Linked DNA regions of Mus musculus: region 1 is linked to region 2. The links are chromatin contacts, called in public Hi-C maps. All regions are on one chromosome and are shown on one strand. Each heading gives the region's core, a stretch centred on a gene start, on an enhancer-like site or on the middle of the called end of the contact. The rest is flanking DNA. Distances are from core to core; before and after follow the strand shown. Region 1 overlaps Ptk7 (PTK7 protein tyrosine kinase 7). Region 2 overlaps Cul9 (cullin 9).

Region 1 (4,311 bases), core at 348-2,847, 66 kb before region 2:
CCAACAGGACCCCATTGAGAAGGAAGAAGGGTGCTTTGGGGACATTTCCAGCTCCCTGAATGTTTTGTGTTAGGGGTGGTGGGCCTTTGGGAAGGTTGGAAGATAGACTGGTTTCAGAGTAGCCTCTTATCTGGGCTGTTAGTCCTGTTAGATCCTAGGACTTGTATTGACATACAACTCTGAGAAGGCAGAATCTCGGGCTGAGGAACCAAACCTCATCTCTAGGGTCTTTAGGGAGTGTTGGCTGGGCTGTGACTGCTCCCCAGTGACTTGGCCCTGAGCCTGCTTCTTCCTGGTGGCTGGGAACATCTCTTCCACATTTAAGCCCGCCTGCCCGCCCGGTGGTTCCGTGACTCTGCCAGGCACCCACATGGCATAAACAAAGCCTACCATGTTACCTGTGACACTGCTGTAACTATGCTCCCCCCCCCCCCCCCCCCAGAATGCCCAGCCCTGCCCTGCCCCGCCTAGCCCATCTGCACAGCACAGGTGCTTGCTTTGCCCCTGACTCTGGTTCTGCCTCTGGTTGCGGGGGTGGAGGCTCCTGTTCATAGTTGTCCCCCGAGTTGGGACTAAAGCTGAGTGACCGTGCGCAGGAGGCTTTACATACAGATCTGTGGCCTGACAGACCGGATATCAGGCTGACCTCAGTACATCTTGGCCTTTGTGTCTTGAGAACTTCCGCTTCTCCAGTGAGAGGATGACGTCTCGGGGACTGCAGAGCACCGTGGATGGGCTTCAGAGCCACAACTGCCTTAGTGGCTGGTACCCTAGGGTTCTCTGGCTAAGTCAAGATCAAACTTTATTCTGTGCCTTCCCTCTGGGGTAGGCAAGGGAGGGTTGGGTTACTTTTCCAATCCCCTGGTCCCTAGCCTTAGCATCAGAACCTAGGATCTGGTCTTGTAGGTCTGGGGCTCTTGTCTTTGGGAAGCCGGGTGTGATCAGCCCCACCCAGGCCTCAGGGCTCCCTTACTTACGGGAGCCAGCTTTCCACATCATCCACTTGGCATTTACACAGACATATCTTGTATATTTGTCCATCCTATAAGTACACTGTAGCTGTCTTCAGACGCACCAGAAGAGGGCGTCAGATCTCATTACGGATGGTTGTGAGGCACCATGTGATTGCTGGGATTTGAACTCAGGACCTTCGGAAGAGCAGTCGGTGCTCTTAACCACTGAGCCATCTCACCAGCCTGACCGGGGACATTTTTGTCTGGATTCCAACACAGTTGGAACTCCTCCGAGGACCTCTGCAACTATAGCATTATAGCATTGTTATTTGTGCCTGTTTATTGACCAGCCGTCCGTGGTCTCGCCCCGCTCCCCCCCCCCCCCCCGTGTTAGGATGGAGGCATCAGCTCCTCCTGACCCTGCTTCTCCCACGTCTGCGTCCGCAGGTGCCCAAGCCGCTATCGTCTTTATCAAGGAGCCGTCCTCCCAGGATGCACTTCAAGGGCGCCGGGCGCTGCTCCGTTGTGAAGTGGAGGCTCCGGACCCGGTGCACGTGTACTGGCTGCTCAATGGGGTGCCTGTCCAGGACACGGAGCGACGGTTTGCCCAGGGCAGCAGCCTGAGTTTCGCAGCTGTGGACCGGCTCCAGGATTCTGGTGCTTTCCAGTGTGTGGCTCGGGATAACGTCACTGGAGAGGAAGTCCGCAGTACTAATGCCTCCTTCAACATCAAATGTGAGTGAGAGCCTTTGGAGGGAGGGAGGGAGGGAGGGAGGGAGGGTGCTGTGCCTGGTGTGCAGCCTTCAGCCTCAGCAGCTGAGGCCTGGGAGCCTCTTCCTCGGTTTCTCCTGCTGCCAGTTGAATGGGGCAGAGAGAGTTCATTTGTGATACTGCTTGTGTGGATGAGAGGGAGTTAGTAGGCTCCTACTGCTTCCTTCTCTCCCTCCTTACTTTTCTACCATCTTTGCATCTTCTCCCTCACCCTGTCCTCTCCTCTTCCCTCTCATCCATCTTTCCAAACCCTCCCTTCCCTTTTCTTTGCTATAGATTGGACCTAGGGTCCCATACACACTGAGCACATACTAGTACCACAGACAGAGTACCGTCCATCTTTCCCGCCCTCCCCCACTGCTTCCAGTCTCTGTCCCTTTTATCTACTGGAGGCTTTCATTGAAGTCCTTGGCGTGTATTAAATTTGACCCATCAGGGACAAGGCGTGTGCTCTGTGTCTGGACCCACAGTCTTGGCTGTGGCTTCACGGTACTCGTGTGTGTGTGTGTGTGTGTGTGTGTGTGTGTGTAAGACGGGTACATGCCTAAGGGCTACGTGGTGCCCTCCTTCCCCTCCATCTTCCCACCTATGCTCTGCAACTGTGGCCTCTGCTCTAGGGATCGAAGCAGGTCCTGTGGTCCTGAAGCACCCAGCCTCAGAAGCTGAGATCCAGCCCCAGACCCAGGTCACACTGCGATGTCACATTGACGGGCACCCTCGGTAAGGAGCCATGGAGGACGGGATGTCACCCCAAGTCCTAGAATCCGTGCAGATGGACTTTGCTTCATGCTGGCACCACTCCCACCGGCCTGTAGTAGCTGGAGAAGGGGGAGTACTGCATGAATGGCTCTAGACTCTGGGAACTGAGCAATCTGGATTTGTTTGCTTTCACCCCTGAACTAATGTTTGCCCTTACACAGACTGTTTTCCCTTCCCAGGCCCCTCCTCCACTTGTAAACGGGAGTACCCAGTTAGATGTCTTATCCTGTACCCCCTTTCCAAGCTTATGAATGCCCATGTCCTACAGGCCTACCTACCAGTGGTTCCGAGATGGGACCCCCCTCTCTGATGATCAGAGCACCCACACCGTCAGCAGCAGGGAGAGGAACCTGACCCTACGGCCAGCCAGTCCCGAACATAGTGGCCTCTACTCCTGCTGTGCCCACAATGCCTTTGGCCAGGCCTGCAGCAGCCAGAACTTCACCTTGAGTGTTGCAGGTGAGCCTGTGGTGGGGATGGAAGAGGGGAGGCAGGGCTAGGAGGGGCTCACTGCCATGCCTGCTCACCTCCTCCGCGCCCGCCTCCCCTTGCCACAGATGAAAGCTTTGCCAGGGTGGTGCTGGCACCTCAGGATGTTGTTGTAGCAAGGAACGAGGAGGCCATGTTCCATTGCCAGTTTTCAGCCCAGCCACCCCCGAGCCTGCAGTGGGTCTTTGAGGACGAGACTCCCATCACTAACCGAAGCCGGTAAGACGTCTGGGTGTGATTCGGTCCATGTCCAGACACTAGAACTTTGTCCTTCATGAACTTGTGTTTCTTCAAGTTCTCAGCAGATGGCAGCAAGATGTCCTAATATCACTGAAAAGGCCTTCCCAAGGGAAGGCTCTGGGAAAATGCCTTCTGTCATTCCCACACGGACGCTCCATGGTTGGACCTGGATTCCCTTCTCTTGTTGTCCGCATGGGTCATCTGGGCTGGGAGAGAGCAGAGTCCTTTGGTACCCAAGGGTTGCCAAAGAGGCAGAGCCAGCACAGCCTGCTGTAGACACGAGCCTGTGCTCCATCTGCAGCCTCCTGAACAGCCAAGAACTTCAGCCTCCCCACTTCTCACAGCAGCCCCGCTCGACACCCCGTGGTGTTCAGTGATGTGCTGAAGAATATTGACAGGTTAAAAGCCATGTGATCATCCAGCAGGATGTTTTAGAGGAAATTGGAAATAAAGTTAGGAACGGAGTTGTATGAATAGCTAAAGAAGCTCAGAACACCAGAGAGAAGGCGGGGGCTGGGGACTAGGGGCTGTGTGGTCACGGTCTGCATTGAAAGATACAAGACAGCACTGAACTCAGAACGCCCGTAACGCTTCTTTTAGCCGCCTGATGTAATTGTCCGAGGCGCCTTGCCTTAGTCCACAAACCTAGGCCTAGTCTTGGGAGCTTCTGGCCTCTGTACAATCGAATCTAGGCCTAGGATGTTTTCAGCCTCTGAGACTGACTGCTGCATAAACTCACTTTTTCTAGTTCTTTCTGAGCTTTGAGCTGGCTGATGCAACTCATCTCCTGCCCAAGCTGTCTGATTTAATCTGGCTTCCCTGGGCTTCTCCTGAATCGCTCTGCTTGGCCTCAGACAAACTCCGGCAATCTGTTCTAATCTTGTGGCTGCTTCTCATGCTCTGGCTCATTCTGTCTTTATCTTGTTTTCTCCTCATCTTGTCTCTGTAAAACTCTCCAGGTAAGCCTGCCTCCTCTCCTCCTCTTGTCTCTCCGCACTGCTCTCTTAAGAAGCTTCCCTTTCCTCTCACGAGAGCAGGGCAGATCCTAGTCTGTCAAATCTTTCTCCGATCTGTTATTTTTGTCTACCGTTCAATTAGA
Region 2 (4,137 bases), core at 215-2,714:
ATTTTTATGTTTTAAAAAAATAGGGTAAAAATGCAGGCATATGGACGCGGACCACAATAAGCGGTATGCATCCTTGAGTCTGTGTGTCTGAAGCCTCACTCAGCAGTTTGGGGATGTTCCCATCACCACAGTACTGTGTACATAGCTAGCGTTTAATAGTGGGCGGTGACTGGGATGCCGTTAATGCAGCTTACACTGTAATTGCTTTCCAAGTAAAGTTAGGTCTACATTGGGGACCAGAAAAGAAAATTTCATATACTCTGATAAGCTATGATACAGACATCCTCAATGTGGAAAGGAGGTTTGCGGGGGGGGGGGGGGGGGAGGGCAGGGGGCAGCTTCTTTCTGGATGGCACTGTTTGTGGGTTTGACTGATCTACAAAATGCCTCTCGTTTTCCCTCTGGTGTGTCTGCCCGGCAGTACTGGAGACACCAAGCACCCAGGGTCAGGATGGGTCCCCCGAGTCGCTCATCCGGTCCCTGGTGGGTGACCTGTCAGCAGAACTCTTCCTTGACTTGGAACGCGTGCTGTGCCATGAAGGCAGCCCTCCAGCTGCCGTGAGGCCCCTCCTCAGGCGCCTCCAGCAGGAAACGCAGCCATTCCTCCTGTTGCTGCGGACTCTAGATGCCCCCGGGCCCAACAGAACTCTGCTGCTCACGATACTCAGGTAAAGAGTCTGTCCAGGCTCCGTGCACAGGGACTGAGCGACTGCTAGCGCTTTACATGTTTCCTTCCCTTCCCCAGGGTCATGACCCGACTGCTGGATCATCCTGAGACAATGGTCCTCCCCTGGCACGAGGTCTTGGAGCCCTGCCTCAACTGCCTGAATGGGCCAAGCAGTGACTCTGAGGTACCAGATTCCTAGCAGAAGTTGGGGCACCACCTGCCTAGGGAGGCTCTAGAGGCTCAGTGGATCTGTGTAGGTCTGAGGGTCTCAGGGCACTGTGGTCTCTGGAGGAAGGAGAGGAAGGCTGGTGTCACTCAGCAATCCAGACGGGCCTTGCTGTCTCCGAGCCAGGGTTTGTACATCATGGAGTGATGTCAGACAAAGGCTAGCCCTTGGGGTAGTTTGATCTTGGCAGGAAGAAGCCTGTGACACTACACCAGCTGCACCGCCAGCTGACTCTGAGTCCCAGCGCTTCCATTATACTGTTCCAGTCTCCTTGTTCCTCTCCTGGCCCTGCAGACCTCCTCAGTCCCTGCCATTCTTCTTCCTTCAGTGGACCCAGCCCTCGCCCTTACCCTCTCTGTCCTCTCTTTCCTGGAAACTCACCCGTGTGGCTCTGGGCTCAGGTTGTCCAGGAGGTGACCTGCTTCCTGCACCGCCTGGCTCTGATGCAGAAAGACTACGCAGTGGTGCTTTGCTGCCTGGGAGGTAAGGAAGCCCTCTCCAAAGTCCTGGACAAGCACTCCACTCAGCTCCTGCTGGCCTCTGAGCTGCGCCACCTGGTGGCCGAGTGTGAGAAGTACTCGCAGCTCTGCAGCAACCTCACCTCGAGCATCCTGGCAGGCTGCATCCAGGTGAGGAGGGGCTTGTAGGTGTGGAGCTGAGAGAAGACCAGAAACAAGGGGTGGGCTCTCCTTGTATCTGTCTCTGGGATCCCATGTGGCAGCAGTGGCAGCAAATCTGGGCTCCTGTCCCTAAGCTTCCCCCTGCCCTCCACGGTCCCATCAGGACTTGGTGAGAAGGGTTGAGCGTTCTGGTCCCTCTTGGCCTTCTTCCCTCTGTGCATGCTTCTGACCTTGTCCGCATCCCTTCCCTGCCCTGTGTTCTGGCTGCAGATGGTGCTGGGCCAGATTGAAGACCACAGGCGAACCTACAAGCCCATCACTATCCCCTTCTTTGATGTGTTCCTCAGGCATCTCTGCCAGGGTTAGTACCCTCAGCCATGTCCCTGGCTCCCACCCGCTCGGCACTTTCCTTCCCACTCTCTGACCTTTCCTTATCTCTGACCTTGCTGTGACCCCCGGCCCCTCCTCCTCTCCCCCAGGCTCCAGTGTGGAGGTGAAGGAGGACAGGTGCTGGGAGAAAGTGGAGGTGTCCTCGAACCCACACCGGGCCAGCAAGCTGACGGACCGCAACCCCAAGACCTACTGGGAGTCCAACGGCAGCACTGGCTCCCACTCCATCACCTTACACATGCACCGTGGTGTTCTTATTAGGTGCGAACCCATTTGTTTGCACATGTGCTCATACAAACTATCCTACTGTGCACCAATGTTATCTCCCGCAAAGCACCGTCCCACAATGCTCTTTGTAAACTCTGTCCTTGTAGGACATTTCAAACTCATTTGGTGCATGACTGGCACATTGGCCTGTCTGTGCTCGGCTGTGTGGACATCCCACTGTCTGAACCCAGTCACTGGCTCCTAACAGATCCACATACCACCATCTTGTGCTTAGAGAGCAACAGTCTGCTTACCTGCTCGTGCCGTGGGTGTTTGTTCAGTGCCAAGAATGCCACACACTGCACTAGGCTCTGAGGGAACAGGGACAGTCAGAGATGAGGAATTTGTAGTTGGGGAGCCAGGCTAGCGAGTCAGTCAAGAGAATCAGGCTTGATAGTGCATGTATATAATCTCATCACTCAGGGAGTTGAGGCAGGGGGATCAAGAATTCAAGCCCGGGCTCCATATTGATATCCTGTCTCAAAGTGGGGAATAAAAGAGGAAACAGAAATAAAACAGCTTGAAGCGAAAGCATCATGGTGCAGGCACAGTGACGTGGCTGTTGCCCCTCTCCCTGGAAAGCTGAGGCAGGAGGCTGTCTTGAACCCAGCCAAAGGCATTCAGGTCAATGTGAAGAGAAGAGCCTCCTGGGAGATAGAGGGCCAGGAGAGAGGGTTCCGGGGCCAACGAGGGTCAGAGAAGGCTTCCTTTCAGGAGCTGTTGGCTGAGCTGAAGCCTGAAGCTGAACTTAGCTCAGTAAAGAGAACTCAGTGGCACCCCAGGCAGAGGCAGCGTGCAGAAAGGAGAAACGGGATGCTGCAATGGGCGTTTTAAAATGCTGCTCAGGCGGAATGAAGGGGCGTCATGGCAGCAGGGGAGCAGCCAGGAGAGCAGGCACATTCAGACTGTAGCTCTGTGAGGAACTTCAAACCTTGTTCTGAAACTTGGGGATTCGTCCAGGGACTTTAAGAAACTAGTTTCTTTTTAGTTGTTACTCAGGTAACCCTGAAGATTAGGGCTGGAGGCCAGAATAAAGGGTGTTGGGAGGTGTGTGCGGTCTAGTCTGGAAGCTGAGGGTGCCTGGTGTGGTGGCACACGCCTTTGATCCCAGCACTTGGGAGGCAGAGGCAGGCGGATTTCTGAGTTCAAGGCCAGCCTGGTCTACAAAGTGAGTTCCAGGACAGCCAGGGCTACACACAGAAACCCTGTCTCAAAAAGTAAAAACATAAAAAAATAACAAAAGAGGGGCTGAGGGAGCAGAGCCGACTGTGAGAGGCTGAGGTGTAGAGCCTACAAGACTTGACATTGGTTGGTGAGGGAAGCTGTGACCAGGTAAGTGGCCTATTTCTTCCATGGGGGACAGAAATAGAAAGGGGGTGAGGTCCTGTGGACAGATGATTGTCCCCTGTTGTCACGCTGGCCTTGAGGAACCTCCTGGTCATGACATGGGAATGTCTATTACATGTACAGGATAGCATCAATTTGTTATTGAATCTAGGGGTTTAAGTAAAACCACTTAAAAATGTAAAGGGAAAGCTGGGGGTCTGGGGAAGATGGGCAGGAGAGGAGCAAGAGGAGGAAGAGGAGCAAGAGGAGGAAGAGGAGCAAGAGGAGGAAGAGGAGCAAGAGGAGGAAGAGGAGCAAGAGGAGGAAGAGGAAGTGGCCCTGGTTCTCACTGGCTTCCTTCTTTTTCCTCAGGCAGCTGACCCTGCTGGTGGCCAGTGAAGATTCAAGTTACATGCCAGCCAGGGTGGTGGTGTTTGGGGGTGACAATGTTGGCTGCATCAGCACAGAACTTAACACGGTGGGGACCCTTATACCTCCCCTTCACTGTGTGTTCCCATCCCCCCTCCCCTTTTCTCAAGACCTGTGGGGAAGACCCACCTCTAGGGAATGGCTCTCAGTTCCTTCTGGGAAGGTCTCACCTCACTTGGAGAGGGCCTGGGCTCAGTGTGTGACAGAGAGAG

The links. Hi-C and Micro-C count contacts between places; a contact is called where the count stands out from the background.
Region 1: a contact with region 2 is called in a Hi-C map of cerebral cortex, with 4 times the contacts expected there. The contact joins two enhancer-like sites. A contact is called at or near these places in 1 of 15 datasets of contacts at CTCF or cohesin (pro-B cells), 48 of 484 Hi-C or Micro-C datasets (the AML12 cell line, B cells, the BV-2 cell line and 30 more), 2 of 115 datasets of contacts at active chromatin or transcription factors (both in embryonic stem cells) and 4 of 9 other capture datasets (adipose tissue, embryonic stem cells, liver and 1 more).

Annotation. Positions count from the first base shown.
Region 1 is chr17:46,588,892-46,593,202 of GRCm38.p6, reverse strand. Ptk7 (PTK7 protein tyrosine kinase 7) reads left to right here. Exons shown (of 20, transcript NM_175168.4): 2 at 1,401-1,688; 3 at 2,342-2,444; 4 at 2,752-2,942; 5 at 3,041-3,191. Among named protein-coding and RNA genes, the nearest start is that of Srf, 35 kb to the right of the region's middle. Within about 2 kb of position 1,597, at least 27 of the 459 cell types and tissues checked have an H3K27ac peak or open chromatin away from gene starts, as enhancers often do. A contact at or near this core is called in cerebral cortex, where this site is marked.
Region 2 is chr17:46,523,093-46,527,229 of GRCm38.p6, reverse strand. Cul9 (cullin 9) reads left to right here. Exons shown (of 41, transcript NM_001081335.2): 12 at 422-668; 13 at 746-851; 14 at 1,295-1,522; 15 at 1,784-1,874; 16 at 1,993-2,164; 17 at 3,869-3,974. Among named protein-coding and RNA genes, the nearest start is that of Cul9, 21 kb to the left of the region's middle. Within about 2 kb of position 1,464, at least 27 of the 459 cell types and tissues checked have an H3K27ac peak or open chromatin away from gene starts, as enhancers often do. A contact at or near this core is called in cerebral cortex, where this site is marked.